Regions from separate parts of the Hordeum vulgare genome. Here region 1 is linked to region 2. The links are chromatin contacts, called in public Hi-C maps. All regions are on one chromosome and are shown on one strand. The core of a region is the stretch at or near the end of the contact, and the rest is flanking DNA. Distances in the headings are between cores, read along the strand shown.

The links. Hi-C and Micro-C count contacts between places; a contact is called where the count stands out from the background.
Region 1: a Hi-C map of seedling shows a contact between it and region 2, with 2.4 times the contacts expected there. The contact joins the promoter of LOC123404304 here to the enhancer-like site in region 2. A contact is called at or near these places in 2 of 6 Hi-C or Micro-C datasets (leaf and seedling) and 1 of 1 datasets of contacts at active chromatin or transcription factors (embryo).

The regions. Positions count from the first base shown.
Region 1 is chr6H:462,477,667-462,480,524 of MorexV3_pseudomolecules_assembly, reverse strand. It overlaps LOC123404304 (abscisic acid 8'-hydroxylase 1), which reads left to right and starts at 1,278. Exons shown (of 5, transcript XM_045098229.1): 1 at 1,278-1,933; 2 at 2,049-2,432; 3 at 2,531-2,699. The coding sequence starts at 1,400.
Region 2 is chr6H:462,420,832-462,423,619 of MorexV3_pseudomolecules_assembly, reverse strand. No RefSeq gene overlaps it. Among protein-coding and RNA genes, the nearest start is that of LOC123404304, 57 kb to the left of the region's middle. Within about 2 kb of position 1,464, at least 3 of the 3 cell types and tissues checked have open chromatin away from gene starts, as enhancers often do. A contact at or near this core is called in leaf and seedling, where this site is marked.

The DNA.
Region 1 (2,858 bases), core at 29-2,528, 57 kb before region 2:
ATATGAGTATGCGTTATATGATCTCATACCCATACCCGCTCTATCCGATGGGTTTGAGAATTTTCTATTTATATACCCATCGGTAAATTTTTGTCCCATACTCTTACCCTAATAGGGGTTTTATCCGCAGGGTATGTGGGTAATGGGTATCCATTGCCATCACTAGATGAGGAGTTGGCGAGTGTGCAACAACGGAGAATGGGTACTCATATATTGCGAGTGTGCAACAACAATGGGTACCCATATGTTGCGATGCAGCACACGACGACGATGCAGGTGCTTCATCGTGTGCAGCAACGGCGGACACTACTTTTGCCCCTAGTCGGAGCTTTACTAGGCAGCTTGGGCGCGATGTCGGGGGTGGGCCGGGGTCGCCTCTTCCTTGCAACAGACAAGGAGAGAGCCCGTGAATGAGAAATGGGAGGAAGAAGATGAGGAGTTGGTGAGTGGAGGGGAACGCATCGAAAAGCATAAGATGGTAGGGAAGCGGGCGGCTGAGAGGGACACATGCCCATGTCTTGAGAAGGCTTAAGCCGCGCTGTAATTAGCCGGTTGATTTTAATATTTTTCGAAAATTTAAGACACGGAGGTGCATGCTCGCGACAATTTCCTTGACGACGGACCAAAAGGTCAGTTCAACACCTGTCATTCCGCATGCATTCCTACTGAACGGCTGCTTTAAACCGTTCAGTGTTTCACCCCCAAGAATCACGTAGAGAATGACTCACATTAGTCTTAGACGGAACGAAGAATGAGAGGACATAAATAACCGGCCCAATCAGTAGACATGCGGGCCAATGAAAATATCTGGAGGCCAACTGAGCTAGTGCTACGTGACGATGCCGTGGCCAGGCCAGGAGGACGGGGCTGGGATATTATAGGAGAGGGAAGAGTATATATCTGAGTAATCAATCGAGCATGCGGCCAAATGCTACAGCAGAATTACAGGAGAGGGAAGCATCAGTCGTCTCGTACGAGAGCGTGTGCAGCGCTGAGAGGAGACGGGACGTGGGCCGAAAGAGAGATGGATGGGTGAGCTGTTGGTGTTGCGACCTCCCGCGCTGGAAAGCTGGACTGGACTGGACTGGACTGCGTGGATTGGGCAATTGATTAGTGGCTCGGTCCAGCTCTTGCCCGATTAAACTGCGCAATAATTCGCTGAGCCTCACAGCTCCTAGTTTAGTTTAGATCTTTAGGCAGGGGCCGGGAGACCGGCAACGAGGAGAGAGCGGGAGCGGCGCATCACCGCCAATCTATAAATACCTGCCACGCCGCTCGCATTTCCCTCCACACCCAGGCACCACCACCACCACCCATCTCCCCTCCTCTCCTCCTCGTCTTCCTCCTTCGGGCCTCCGTTGCAGGTTGCAGGTAACAGAACCGAAGAAATCCTTTTGGAATGGGTGCCTTCATCCTCCTCCTCTGCTTGCTCGTGCCGTTGGTGCTCGTGTGCGCCGTCCGCGCCAGGAAGGGCGCCGGCGGGCGGTCGTCGTCGGGCGGCGGCAAGAAGGGCAGGCTGCCGCCGGGGTCCATGGGGTGGCCGTACGTGGGCGAGACCACGCAGCTCTACTCCTCCAAGAACCCCAACGTCTTCTTCGCCAGGAAGCGTAACAAGTACGGGCCCATCTTCAAGACGCACATCCTCGGGTGCCCCTGCGTCATGGTGTCCAGCCCGGAGGCCGCCAAGTTCGTGCTCGTCACGCAGGCGCACCTCTTCAAGCCTACCTTCCCGGCCAGCAAGGAGCGGATGCTGGGCCGCCAGGCCATCTTCTTCCAGCAGGGGGACTACCACACCCACCTCCGCCGTCTCGTCTCCCGCGCCTTCTCCCCCGAGGCCATCCGCGGCTCCGTCTCATCCATCGAGGCCATCGCCCTCCGCTCCCTCGGCTCATGGGAAGGCCATGAAGTCAACACCTTCCAAGAAATGAAGACTGTAAGTTCTTCTTCTTCTTCCATTCCTGCCTCCTCTGTTTTCATCTGCTCTGCTCTGCTCTGCGGCTAAATGCTTAGAAATGGTCACTGATGGTTTTGTTGGTGTCATTGCGCAGTACGCTCTGAATGTGGCATTGCTGTCCATCTTCGGGGAGGAGGAGATGCAGTACATCGAGGAGCTGAAGCAGTGCTACCTGACGCTGGAGAAGGGGTACAACTCGATGCCGGTGAACCTGCCGGGCACGCTGTTCCACAAGGCCATGAAGGCCCGGAAGCGGCTGGGCGCCATTGTGGCCCACATCATCTCAGCCCGGCGCGAGCGGGAGCGCGGGAGCGACCTCCTGGGCTCCTTCATGGACGGCCGCGAGGCGCTCACCGACGACCAGATCGCCGACAACGCCATCGGCGTCATCTTCGCCGCGCGGGACACCACCGCCAGCGTGCTCACGTGGATGGTCAAGTTCCTCGGCGACAACCCCGCCGTCCTCAAAGCCGTCACCGTAAGTCGCCATCAAACCGACCAGCTGACCCGCTTTGGCACCCCGGCATGTCGAAAGGCAGTGTCTCTGACCCGCGCGCGTGAAACGATTGACAACAGGAAGAGCACGCCGAGATCGCGAGGGAGAAGGCGTTGTCCGGCGAGCCGCTGTCGTGGGCAGACACGCGGCGGATGCGGGTGACGGGCCGGGTGATCCAGGAGACGATGCGGGTGGCGTCCATCCTCTCCTTCACCTTCAGAGAGGCCGTCGAGGACGTGGAGTACCAAGGTGAGCACTGAGCTCTGAGCAGAGACATCAATCAACTTCGCTTTGGTCGTTTGCGGCAGCGCACTGCTGTACCGTGCTGTACCTCTCGGAGTACAGCTACAGCAGTGCGCTGCCTGCGCATGAACTGGCTCGGAAAGGACGTGCTCCTAACCGAACGGA
Region 2 (2,788 bases), core at 215-2,714:
GAATAGAGTCTTTACGGTCAAATCTATGTACACGAATCTCATAGATTCAACACCAATTCCAAAATCAGCGCATATATGGAAGATCAAAGTTCCTCTTAGAATTAAGGTCTTCATGTGGTTTGTTCACAAAGGGTTATCCTAACGAAGGATAATCTAGCCAAGCGAAATTGGAATGGGAATCCTAGATGCAGCTTCTGTTCGGATAAAGAAAATATTAAGCACCTCTTTCTAGATTGTCCTATGGCTAAACTGTTATGACGCTCGCTGCACATTGCTTTCAACATCAGCCCTCCTAATAATATCAACACGTTATTTGGGATGTGGTTAGAGGGGGTTGATGTTCAAACTGCTTCACTTATTCGTGTGGGATCATGTGCACTATTGTGGGCTGTAAGGAATTGCAGAAATGACTTAGTGTTTAACAGAAAACGCGATATTCACTTCTTGCAGGTTATCTTCAGGGCTACCGCACTGATCCGCACCTCGTCATTACTCACTCATGTGGAAGCGAGGGAGCCTATGGTTACTGGGTGTGTCCGTTGGGAGATGGTAGCACAGGGTATCTTTAACCGGTTTGGATGGCGTCATATTAATAAGATATGTGTTTAGTCATCTACCTCTATTGTCTTCTTCGGTTTGGGCGCGAGAGATGCCTTGTATCTTTTTTTATTCACTTTTTGCTACATGTTTATTGTACTTTGTTGAGACTTGGTTTTTATTATAATATATGGCTGCATGCATCTTTCGATGCATAGGTCAGAGCTTTGCCTTTTTTCTTTTTTTTAAAAGTCTTAGACTTGACATGAGTGCTGATATGATGCATTTCATGGCTAGAAGTGCATGTGGCAGGCGAATGTGTCAGCGTCCATGTCTATATTTATCTTTAAAAAGGAAAAATCTTGTTTTCTCATTGCAACGATGTGGGCTGGTCGAACCCATGTCATGTTTTCGAGTGGCTCGTGGGATAGGAAAAGTGAGCTTCTCCTTGGAGCCACTAAAACGCGCGAGGCTTCTTTTCGTTGCGAATGAGAAACTGCAAGTTGTGTTGGGTATGATACTTGGATTATCCCTGCCCCCCATCTCCTTGGGAGGGATCCCTCACAAGACTAAACCACACTTACCCTAAGCAAACAATTATCTCGGGGTGAGCTGAGCAAGTGTCGCAGTCCGTACGGGGCGATATAGGTTAGCGGTTGACTTTTGAGGGTGGAGGAGCAAACCGAACTGAATGAATATATACAAAAATAAAAGGCAGGAGGCCGACGCTTGCAGGTGCTCCCTCCCCGTGTACGTAAGGGTAGCCGCGAGAAAGGGAGAGGCAGAGAGAGGAAATGAAAGCGAAGTTTCCTGGAAGCGCAGGCAGGAAGTCACCTCTCCTCTAATGGCGAGACAGATGGAATCCTATCCTCTGTGCCAATTATTCAGCCAGCCGGGCAGCAGTCACGAGCCGGCATTATTCAGTCGGGTCAGGGGCCGCGGACGGATGGGCGCCTGAACGGAGCCAATTGGTGACAGCCAGACACACACACACAAACACAATACTGGCCGATCGACATGCATCATCACCTGCGTCTGCGGTCGACGGAGGCCACGAATTTGTTTATTCCGATCCACTGCGGTGCGTGCGCGCGTCCACCGCTGATCCATCTGGAGATCCGCTGCTACCAGTATGTTTTGGATTTTTCAGTGTCCGTCTCAACTAATCATGCAGCTGCTCTACCTCTCAGGCTCCCCCGACACCCCTGCACGGCTGCACTGCTTGCCATCCACTCTACTGCTTGGCAACTTCCTACGGACGCCTAAGTGCGTGCTTGTCAACGCAGCCATGTGCTAGCTGCTTGTCAACGTGGGCATGCGCATTGCAAGGTATCGCCCACGGCTGCGCACGCCCGAGAAAACCAGGCTTAGCTCCCAGTTTAATGTACTCACACATAGTTTTCGGGACAAAACTGTGCTCACACCTAGACAAGGATACACGGAGAAAAACTTGTAGCCTATGCCCTAGGTGCCGTTCAGACCCAGACATGTCGCGCTGTACTGCGACTTCCTCTTGAATGAGTGGAATGGATGATGGCTCACCAAACTGCGCCACGTTAAGTATGCGAGGAACACATGTCCAAAATTTGGCCAGGAACCGAAAAGTTCCGCTCGTGCAGACTGCGGAGGCACAGCGGCAGCCACCAGGTACTACCGTGACCCGTTCCTGTTCTTTTTCTTTTCCCTAACTACCAAGCATATATAGGCATCTTTGTCTTGAGAGGTATAGTATTTCTTGCCCGAGGATTGCAGATCTTTATTGTCCATGTCACTCCGCTGAAGTTCCACGCTTGATGCATATACAAACCTAAAGAAATGTCGACACGACGAAAAGGACTGCAGGCATCGCCTTTCTTTGTGATCAAGTCATAATATGAGAAACTATTGTGCTGGATGATGTTTCACCCGATTGTGTGATAGTTTTTTTTTAAAAGAAGGATGACCCCCGGCCTCTGCACGCGAAAGATGCATGCAGTCATTTTATTAATTATTCACAAAGATTTTATAAAGCAATACATCAATATGTTTGAAGCCACCCTCTTGGCAACATTTGTCGCTACTCCTATGCAATAATAAAGGGGTGCAGAAAGTGTGAGCCATATACCCATACCTCTCACCTAGACTAACATCTAAAGCCGGTGACCCCGACCGAGCTACATACCGGGTCAGGGGCACAAACCGGTCCGACGCACCCTCACAGGTCGTCGCCGCCCCTTCCATCAATCCATCTTCAAAACAGTTACTGACGCAT